Linked DNA regions of Rattus norvegicus: region 1 is linked to region 2. The links are chromatin contacts, called in public Hi-C maps. All regions are on one chromosome and are shown on one strand. The core of a region is the stretch at or near the end of the contact, and the rest is flanking DNA. Distances in the headings are between cores, read along the strand shown. Region 1 has its middle 4.4 kb from the start of Mir23a. Region 2 holds the start of Hook2 (hook microtubule-tethering protein 2).

Region 1 (4,854 bases), core at 826-3,325, 800 kb before region 2:
GGGGCCTTAAAATAGCTGTGGGCCCAGCCCAGGGCTGGCACGCGGCGCATATGCGTGACAGGGCGTGTCCAGGGGGTCGGGCCTGTCTGTGCTGGCCCGGCCTCTGAGCTTGGCAGATTCTTACTTGCTAGAGAAAGGCAGCCAAGGCAGATGCCCCATGAGGCACCCCCATGCCATGGGCCACCCTATGCCTGTTGCAAGTGGAGGCCAGATGTCCCTAGCAGGCCCCAGCTAGTCCTATCTTTCTGCACTTCCCTGCGACAGGCCTGTGTGGGTACAGGAGGGTCTCAGTGGTACACAGGCCGACTTAGAGCTGATGTGGCTGAGATTGGCATGGGACTCACTGCAATACTCCTGCCTCAGCTTCCTGAGTGCCCGGATGACAGGATGCAGCCCCATACCATAGCAGCATCTGGCTAGTTACTTTTGTTTTCTGAGTCAGAGTCTGATGTAACCCAGGTTAGCCTCAAACTTCTGATCCTCCCGTCTCCACACCTGAGTGCTGGGGTTACAGGCCTGCACCATCCCTGGCTTCCACAGTCCTGGTAATTGAACTCTGGACCTGTGCATGCCAGGCGAGCACCCCGCTATTTGAGCTACATCTTCATCCCCTTTTTAGTTGGCAGAGACAGGGTTTCTTGTAGCTTGGGCTAGCCTCAAATTTGCCATGAAACCAATAGAGGTCTTGAGCTCCTCATTCTCTTTCCTGCAAATCTCAAGTGCTAGGGTTATGGACCTGAGCCGCCAACTCCAGCTCAGATGGCCTTTTCTTTATGGAGAGAGTGTAGACATTACTGGGAAACTTCTCCGCTGCCTCAGTTTTTCCATCTGTAAATGGGGACATCTGGAGATGTGGTGGAACAGAGCACACCCTGTCCCTTCTATAGTCCCCTGTAGGGTGCTCAGGTCTCCTCATATCCTGCTGTTGAATGTCCTCGGTGGACATGGAGGTGTGTCTTCCTAGCTGGTCATGGGGAAGGATTGAGGGTGGTGGCGTAGGCGTGAGAATTCTTGGGTAGGGAAGGACAGCACCATGCCGGGCATGGCTGAGTCACACTCAAGCGGCGCCTTGCCTCAGGCTGCTGGGGCTTGAGCTGGCGCCACCCTGGGTGTGGCTACTGAGCTGTGGCCCTAGGCAGAGCAGGGCTGGGTGGCAGGATGGGCACATGGGCCTTGAGGGGCTGAGGGGAGCAAAACTGGGGATGCCCGCTGGTACCTCCCTTTTGTCTCCTGTGCGCCCTTCCAGGACTGGGTTCATTCAACCACAAGTATGCATTTGGTGCTCTGGAACCCCTAAGTCTTGGGTCTGGAAATAATAATAATAATAATTATCAGCTATTAATAAAAAACTTTTTTGAGGCATGGTCTAATGTAATGTAGTCTATGCTGGCCCGGAACTCGCTAAGTAGTCCGGGATGTCCTTGAACTAACTCCTGATCCTTAAGCCTCCACCTTCTGAGCGCTAGGATTACTTGTGTGCACCATGATGAAGGGTTTGTGCTTTAAGATGGGACCCACTGACTCTATGCTTCCTCAGAACAGTCAAGCACTCTCTCCCCACAGTCAGTTTTGGGGGTTGAGACAGTCCTATTTCATAGCCTACCGTGGCCTTGAACCCATAGCAGTCCTCTGGCTCAGCCTCCTGAATGGTAGACTAACAGACAGGCCTCCCAATGCCTGGCTGGTTCCTGGAAGTTTTGCAGAGTTAGGGGGGGTGAGCCAAAGCCTTCCAGAAGACAGTGGGTGATGGGGGTCAGCCCTCCTACCTCCTGTCCCAGGTCAGGACCCGGGATGAACTTCACTCTGGGGACACTGATTGGCTTGAGGGGAACCCAGCACCGCAAAAAGAATGTTAAGAAATGGAGTGGGGGATTTGGTGGTTGGACTGTGTGGCAGGCGGGCAGCGAGGGTGGGACGTGGCTGTCGTCTTTCCCTATTTATACCAAGTGATTCAGCCCTCCCTCACCCCTTCCTGCGCCCCCTCCACTCGCGGCTAGGCACTAGGCCCACCCACTTGCCTATGCCCTGCCTCCCAACCCGGGCGGGTTGTCTGGTCCCTGCGTGGGGACGGGCGTGGAGGGCAGGCATCTGCGCCGCAGGTCGGGTTGGCTCCAGCCCAGCCGCCCAGCTCCTGGGAAGAGTCTGGGCCATTAGTGAGCGCTGGTGACTGGGGCGGGGGCGGGGGCGGGGCTGGGCGGAGCCTGCAGCCCTTGGTATTTTCCGATCCTCGCTGCTTCGCGAGAGTGGAAAGTATTTGGGGATCAGGCTTGGGGACGGCCGGAGGGCTTCTGCCCTGGTTCCTTCTTGGGGTTCAATTGTGGGTCCTCCAGGGATGCCAAAGGCTTGTAGACTGTGTGTGCTAACACCGACCAGGATGCCACAGCCCAAGCCCCCCAACCCCCTCTGTTGCCCAAACCCTCCAGTTCTAGGACTTCTGTCCCTTTGGATTCCCCTGTGAGACTGAGAGTCACAGTCCTTGGTACAGGGTATCCCAGCTCCTGGACACCTGCGTGGTAATGCCCCACCGCGCCAGACAAGAGACCTCTGGTGTGTGTGAGGATGGGAGTGGCCTTGGCCGCAGCATTAGGCTCTTTGTAGGGGAAACCCCACAGGAAACTAGCCTGGCCAAATGGCCGCCCTTCCCGTTCTGGTCTCTGGGACGAATATGCTGTCTCACTTCCGGAGGTGACGGGGAGGCTGGTCAGCCTGCGGCCCTGGGCTGCCCCAGACCCCAAAGAGACGGAGGGGACTAGGGCTGGGGCTTGTTGAGAAGAAGGGATAGCGTGTGTGTGTGTGTGTGTGTGTGTGTGTGTGTGTGTGTGTGTGTGTGTATACATTCGTGTATTTGGGAAGACACAGCAGCGTGTCTCAATCCTTATTCCTCAGACATCCGTAATACCAGATCTAGACATTAGGATCCACTGTCCTGCCTGTCACTGCCTGACATGAGGGAATACTTCTGTCCTTGATGTCACCCAGGGACTTAGGAAGTAGAGACCCTCTTCCTTTTGAAGATTTATTTTTATTTTTGTGTATGTGTTGGGTATGTGCATGTGTGTGTAGGTGCCTTCAGAGTCCAGAAGAGGGTGCCACATCTGAAGGAGCTGGGGCCACAGGCTTTTGTGAGCCAGGAAACCAAATTCAGGTTCTCTGAAAGAGCAACGCGCAGTGCAGACTGTCGAGCCATCGTTCCAGCCCTGAACTTGTCTTTCTAGAGTTTCATGTGTCCAGGGTTGCCCTCCAGCTTGCTCTGTTGACAAATTTCTTGTTTCGTTTTATTTTCATTTTGTTTCTCTGTGTAGTCCTGGCTGTCCTGGAAGTCTCTCTGTAGACCAGGCTGGCCTTGAACTCACTGAGACTCACCTACCTCTGCCTGCGGCGGCTGGGATTAAAGACCTGCTCTGCCACCTTGACTCTCTTAGCCCCCCTTTCCACATCCTAAATGCTGAGGTAATGTGTATAAACCATCATATTTCCTTCATATGGTACTGAGGGGGAAACAGAGCCTAGTCAGTGTGCTAGGCCAGCAGCTGCCACTGAGCCTTGCCCCTTGTTGCCTTTTTTAAATTAAAAGTTATTTAAGTGCATAGGTGTTTTGTTTGCATGTATGTTTAGTGTCTGCAAAGTCCAGAAAAAAGTGTCAGCTTCCCTAGAACTGAAAGTGCAGATACTTGTTAGCCACCATGTAGGTGCTGAGTATTGACTGGAACCCCGGGGGAGAATAGCCAGTGCTCTCAACCCCTGAGCCATCTTTAGCCCTTTCTTTTTGAGTCACACCATGTCTTGGTAGCCCAGGCTGACCTCTATTTTTTTTAAAGATTTATTCATTTATTATATATAAGTGGACCAAACTCAGGTCCTCTGCAGGAGCAGTACACACTTTTTTTTTTTAAAGACTTTATTTATTTATTTATTTTTATATATGTGAGTACACTGTCGCTGTCTTCAGACACACCAGAAGAGGGCATCAGATCCATTACAGATGGTTGTGAGCCACCATGTGGTTGCTGGGAATTGAACTCAGGACCTCTGGAAGAGTAGTCGGGTGCTCTTAACCGCTGAGCCATCTCTCCTGCCCCAGGCTGACCTCTAAATCGAGATCTTTTTACATTTAGATTGGCCCTAGATGCAAGGGTTACAAGTTTGCTACCAAGTCATGTCCTAGCAGGCTCTGAAATAATTCCTTATTGCTCCTTCGCAGATAGAGACTTGGTCACAGAGCAGGCGTGTTCTTTGCCCAGAGTCAACCAGCAAAGAAACTGTATAGCTCACACGCAGGCTGATGAGCTGCAGAACTGAGTCCTCTTAGCCAAAACCCTTTCTTCCCCTCCTTTAGAAAAGACCTCATAGAGACCAGGCGGCTCTCAAACTCATAGAGATCTTCCTGCTGCTGTCCCTCAAAGCTAGGATCACAGGTATGCGCCACTGTAGGGCTAATGTAAGGCCTGGCCCTGGTCCACGGCATGTCTGAAAACGTACTTTCTCATGCATGTGTAGCATGCAACGTGTGTCTGATGTCCTCGAAGGTGAAAGGCATTGAATCTTCTGGAACTGGAGTTACGGACGGTCGTGAGCCGCCATGGGGTTGCTGGGAACTCAGGACCTCTGAAAGAGCAATAAGTGCTCTTAACCATGAGTCATCTCTCCAGCCCTGACCTTGTTTTCTCAAAAGAAGATATTGGGACCTGGAGCCTCAGGGAGTCTCTAAGGACTCTTGTAACTTTTCCTCCCCAGCACTGTGGACTACCATGGCTGGGGTAAACAAGTCCTTGTGCTTACAGGGTAACCACATTATTGATTGACCTATCACTGCAGACCCTGACATTTTGTAAGGAAGACGTGTGTGTTATCTGG
Region 2 (5,323 bases), core at 1,355-3,854:
TCTGGTTGTGGAACCAGGGTCCCCATCACAGCTGTGATGACTGGCTCAGCATCCAGATGTGCAGGCTGAAGGGGATGGGCTGGGGTCCAGCTGTGGCCTTAGGGAGGGGCTGAGTCACTCACTTCCCAGCAGTACAACCCAGGCTGGATCCAGCTGTTCCTGGAAACAAGTAGGAGGTGGGGTCCCCAAACCAGCTCGAGGTTACTGATCCAAACTTGCAGAGCAGGGACTATAAATGGAGTCTTTCAGATTTCTGCAAACTTTTGAGGTTCCCTACACCTAAAATGGGTTAGCCTCCTCCTAAATGCAAGGTCAGTCTCAAAGGAAGGATTTGTAGCTCTTTTTTACAGAATTAAAGGCACTTATATCCAGAGCATTGCTCCTTGGTTGTAAAAAGAGATTGCCTTGGGGTTGGGGATTTGGCTCAGTGGTAGAGCGCTTGCCTAGCAAGCACAAGGCCCTAGGTTCGGTCCCCAGCTCCGAAAAAAAGAAAAGAAAAAGAAAAAAAAAAAAGAGAGATTGCCTTGTTGCCAACATAAAAGCTTACTTTTCTTCCCCCTAAAAGGTGCGACTCCCTGCTGACCCTGTGGGAGGTTATAATTCTTTCCCCAGGAGAAAGTGAAGTTTTTGTGTTTATTCATTCAGTATTTATTTCTTTAGATATAGGGTCTCTCGAATGTGGTCCTTGCTACCATGGAACTCAATATGTAGCCCAAGCTGGCCTCAAACTCACTGCAGTCCGTCTGTTTGCTTGTTTGTTGTTTTCTGAGACAGGGTCTGTGTAGCCCTGAATGGCCGGGAATTCTCTCTGTAGACCAGGTTAGCCTCATACTCAGAGATCTACCTGCCTCTGCCTCCCAGCTTCATTTAAAATTGTGACTTCTTGAACATCTGGACAGCTGCAATATTACATCAACATTGGAACAACTTAAGTCACCCATACCTGGATCCTCAGATTTCCCCTAAACTTCAAAAATCTCTCCTCATTCTTGTAACAATCATGGTTCCTAGCAACAGTGTGTGTGTGTTTGTGTGTGTGTGTGTGTGTGTGTGTGTGTGTGTGTAGGACAGCATAACTTCCTTTCCACTCTTGTGGATGTGGGATGGGGGAGCCACTTGGCAGCTCCAATGTCCAGTCCAGCCCGGAAGCACGTTCCTCTCTATACCTTTCCACAGGACCTCAGGGACTGGAATCTGGTAAACAGGGCATGAGGGGTTGTGGAAGTGTGAATCAGCCTCCCAGGCTCTCTGGTGTGTGCAGTTGAGTGTTTGAGTGGGTTACAACCGAGTATCTGTAGTAGATTAACAACTCTCTTGTAAGATAGAGGGCGGGTGGCTGATGTCGCTGGACTCACGCAACCAGGACAGGGTCACTGGACTGGATCCCGGCTCATTGCCTGAATGGAAGCAGAACATTACCCCCCCCCCTTCCGACCTGAACCCGCCCCAAAGCAAAGCCGGCTCCACTCCTCCCTCTGGGCACATTTAATAGCCTCTAATTACAGCATATTACCCCACCCGCCTGCGGGGGAGGGGCTTCCAGTGGACCCAGGGGTCAAAGGGCGCGGTCTGGGCTTTACCTCCCCTCCCCCACCCCACCCCTCACCCTCTCCCTCCAGGCGTCAAAGCCGGTGTACTTTGTAGCCCCTATTTACTCATTTGCAAAACGGTGGATTTTCAAAAAAAATAAATAATACAGTTTCTAAAAATTAAGAAAACAAAACCTGGGAATTAAAGAAGCCCTTGACTCCTAGGGTCGTGGAGGACATTCAATTGTCTGTAGATATATAGCTTAATGGAAAGCCTGGAAACAGTGAGCACACCACAAATGATGTCTTGAGACTTTATTGTCAAAAAAATCTAAGCTCTGCGCTCACCTAAAGCCGGCTCAACCGGTGGACGCACCCTTTTCCCAGAAGGATGCGTTCCTGTGTTCTGTGCGCCCCCTGGTGGGCTTCAAGCTACCCGCAGCTTTGGACTGGTCAAGTGTTTTAAGACAGGAAGGTGCTCAAAGCACCCGGGGCCGGGAAGGAGCAGCATAGCTCAGAGGAAGAAGACCCCAGGCTGGGCAAGTGCGCATGTCCTTTACTCAGACTATCTGCCTGCTTGACCCTATCTGCTCCCAACCATACCCGCGTCTTCTGAAGGACTCCAGAATCACTTCTCTAGGGAAGACTCAAAAAAAAAAAAATCCTCTCACTCCACGACTACAGGATTTATTAATCTTTCAGCCCACATAAAGAAAGGCTCAGATCATAACGCGGCTAAACCGGAGGATTTCTTTGAGCTCTGGGGGAAAGCCATGAGCGTGCCTGTGAAACTGGGTGCGGTAGATCCGCCTTAAAAGGATCTTGAGGACCACGCCACCACATAAAGAGAAGTCGCGAGGAGCGGAGGCCACTACTCTCCTTTACCAGCAGGACTGAGCTGAGCCACACTGACACCTAGCGGCACAAGGTGCACTTGCCTGTATCCCGTATCCAAGATGGCGAGGCGGGGAGGCAAGCGCTTGCAATTGGAAGAGATCACGTGTCTGGGGCGGAGCCTAGGCCTAGGGGGCGGGATGGAGCAGGGCGGCGCTCTAGGCAGAGCGGGAGGTCTGGGCTTCGGGCGCTCGCTGGTGGCGGACCCGGAGGCTGCTGCTGCGTGCCGGGGCTCCTTGGCCCGGATCGAATTCGATCCGGAGCCATGAGTATGGACAAGGCCGAGCTATGCGGGTCTCTGCTCACCTGGGTAGGTCGGAGGGCGGGGCCTGGGTCAGGTGTGCGCCCTCTCCTCTAGCCCTGTCTTGGCTTTCTTTCCTCTGTCTTGGAGCTGGAAGGAGGAATAGGTCGTAGGCTTGCTGGGCCGTTGGACTCTGACCTGACCACCTGCTTCTATCACGTGGGCAGGCCTGAGAGGAAAGAACAGGTGAGGCCACGCCCCTCTGGGGCACAGGCCTCGTCACATGTTAGTAATGGGGACCAGGTGACTGGTGGTAACGCCTTGATCTAGGTTTGCAGGGTTTGTCTGGATAGGTAAAATGAAGTCACGCCCCGTCCCTGCCTAGGTGTGTAGAAGCCACGCCTCCGAAGAAGTGATGTATTGGTGCTGCAGGCTAGTGCTCTCCTAATCCCGTGAGGTGTCTGATGGCTGGGGAAAAAAGTCTGCCAAAGAGGTTGTTCCAGGTCCTCAATTTTCCTGTTGCCCCTTCCATCGTCCCTCTTTAGTTGCAGACGTTTCAAGTTTCGCCCCCCTGTGCCAGTCCCCAGGACCTGAGCAGCGGACTCGCCATAGCCCATGTGCTGAATCAGATGTGAGTGGGGCTGAGTTGGGAGGATCCTGAAGGGCTCCCCAGCCAGCTCATCCTACCTTTCTGCCCCTAGAGACCCTTCCTGGTTCAACGACGCATGGCTCCAAGGCATCTCAGAGGACCCGAGTCCCAGCTGGAGGTTGAAGGTGACAGGTGGATTCATGACTAGGGAATAACTAGAGGATTTAAGAGGTGATCAGAGGGGCTGGGGATTTAGCTCAGTGGTAGAGCGCTTACCTAGGAAGCGCAAGGCCCTGGGTTCGGTCCCCAGCTCCGGAAAAAAAAGAACCAAAAAAAAAAAAAAAAAAAAAAAAAAGAGGTGATCAGAAAGGGGAAGCGTTACATGTCCTGCGTGATGGACAGGCAGACCCACCTGGAAGACAGCCAGATGTCTGGTGACAGCAAGCTAATTTTGTTCTTTTTTTTTTAAAGATTTATTTTATTATATATAAGTACACTGTAGCTGTCTTCAGACACACCAGAAGAGGGCATCGGATCTCTTTACAGATGGTTGTGAGCCACCATGTGGTTGCTGGGAATTGAACTCATGACCTCTGGAAGAACAGTCGGGTGTTCTTAACCACTGAGCCATCTCTCCAGCCCCCGCTAATTTTGTTCTTTATACTGAGCACCCACAGTAAAACAGAAACCTTGCCACCATTCTTGTGATGTGGGCACAAAGCACAAACACTAACACGCGTTAACTTCCAAGAGGTGTGGTGGCAAATGCTTGTAATCCCAGATATTTTATGCTAAGGCAGGTGGATGGTAAATTCTCCATCATCCTGACTCGAATCCTTAAAAAGGAGGCCAGGGATATAGCTTAGCAAAAGAGAATTTTCTCACCCTACACATGTTCCTGGGTTCAATCCCAGGTAGCAGGGGGTTTGGGGAGAGAGGTAGCCAGAAGAGGTAGCATACACAGGAGCCCAGTACATAGGAGGCAAGAGGATCAGGACATCATGGTTAACCGTGGTGGTTACATATCAAGTTAGAACTCATTCTGAGCCACATGAGATGCTGTCAAAAAACAAAACTGGACTAAATGGCTTAGTGGTAAGAACGAATACTGTTCTTCTGAAGGAATTTAATGCTTTTCCAGGGAGGACCAGAGTTCGATTCCCAGCCAGACATCAAGCAGCTCTCAACCACCTGTAACTGCTCCAGGGCATCTGACACTTGTAGCCTCTGCAGGCACCTCGTGTTCTCTGTCTGTCTGTCTGTCTGTCTGTCTGTCTCTCTCTCTCTCTCACACACACACAAACTCTCTCTCTCTCTCACACACACAAACTCTCTCTCTCACACACACACACATAGTTAAAAATAAAATAAATCTTAAAGAAACAAGGAAACAAATTCAGATACAATCTATGAAGACCGTAAAAGGAGGGCTGTGTGAGCAATGGGAGGCAGGAAGGTGCTTATTTTGCCTTTTTTGTTTTGTTTTGAGACAAGGTTTTTCTGTGTAGTCCTGGCCGTTTTGGATCTTGATCTATAGACCACATTGGCCTCAACTTTAGAAATCTGCCTGCCTCTGTCTCCCAAGTGCTGGGATTAAAGGCAGATGCCACCGTTCCTAGCAAGGACTCTATTTTAAGTACTGTCAAAGGTCAGGGAGTGGTCTTAGCAAAAGAAAAACACAGTTTGGCTAAGCCATTCGAAAGCTACCCTTGGCTGCCTGTGGAGAGATGCAGCACAGGCATCGAGAGTAGGAGATGAAGGATTGGGAATGGAGCTCAGTGGACGACAGCTTGCTTAGACTCCATCCAGCAGTGCAGGGCAGGAAGCAGAATGGACTAGCAAGGAGAGCTACTTGATGTCCGTGGAAAAACCCTTGTCTTCCATACCGAAGACCCTAGATTTGATCACCAGAACTTCTACCCCAGCCAACAAAGGTGGGAGATGAGAAACAGTGGGTGCAGTCATCCCAGTGAGAGAACAGGAATTGGGTCAGGCAGTGAGAAGCCCTTAGATTCTGGGGATAAAGATGGTCAGGTAGACACTCAGTGCAGACCAAGAGGAGGAAGATAT

The links. Hi-C and Micro-C count contacts between places; a contact is called where the count stands out from the background.
Region 1: a Hi-C map of mammary epithelial cells shows a contact between it and region 2, with 4 times the contacts expected there. The contact joins the enhancer-like site here to the promoter of Hook2 in region 2. A contact is called at or near these places in 2 of 12 Hi-C or Micro-C datasets (mammary epithelial cells and psoas muscle).

What each region holds. Positions count from the first base shown.
Region 1 is chr19:40,861,767-40,866,620 of GRCr8, reverse strand. No RefSeq gene overlaps it. Among named protein-coding and RNA genes, the nearest start is that of Mir23a, 4.4 kb to the right of the region's middle. Within about 2 kb of position 2,075, at least 65 of the 93 cell types and tissues checked have an H3K27ac peak or open chromatin away from gene starts, as enhancers often do.
Region 2 is chr19:40,066,326-40,071,648 of GRCr8, reverse strand. It overlaps Hook2 (hook microtubule-tethering protein 2), which reads left to right and starts at 2,604. Exons shown (of 22, transcript NM_001415053.1): 1 at 2,604-2,733; 2 at 3,210-3,295; 3 at 3,366-3,438. The coding sequence starts at 2,689.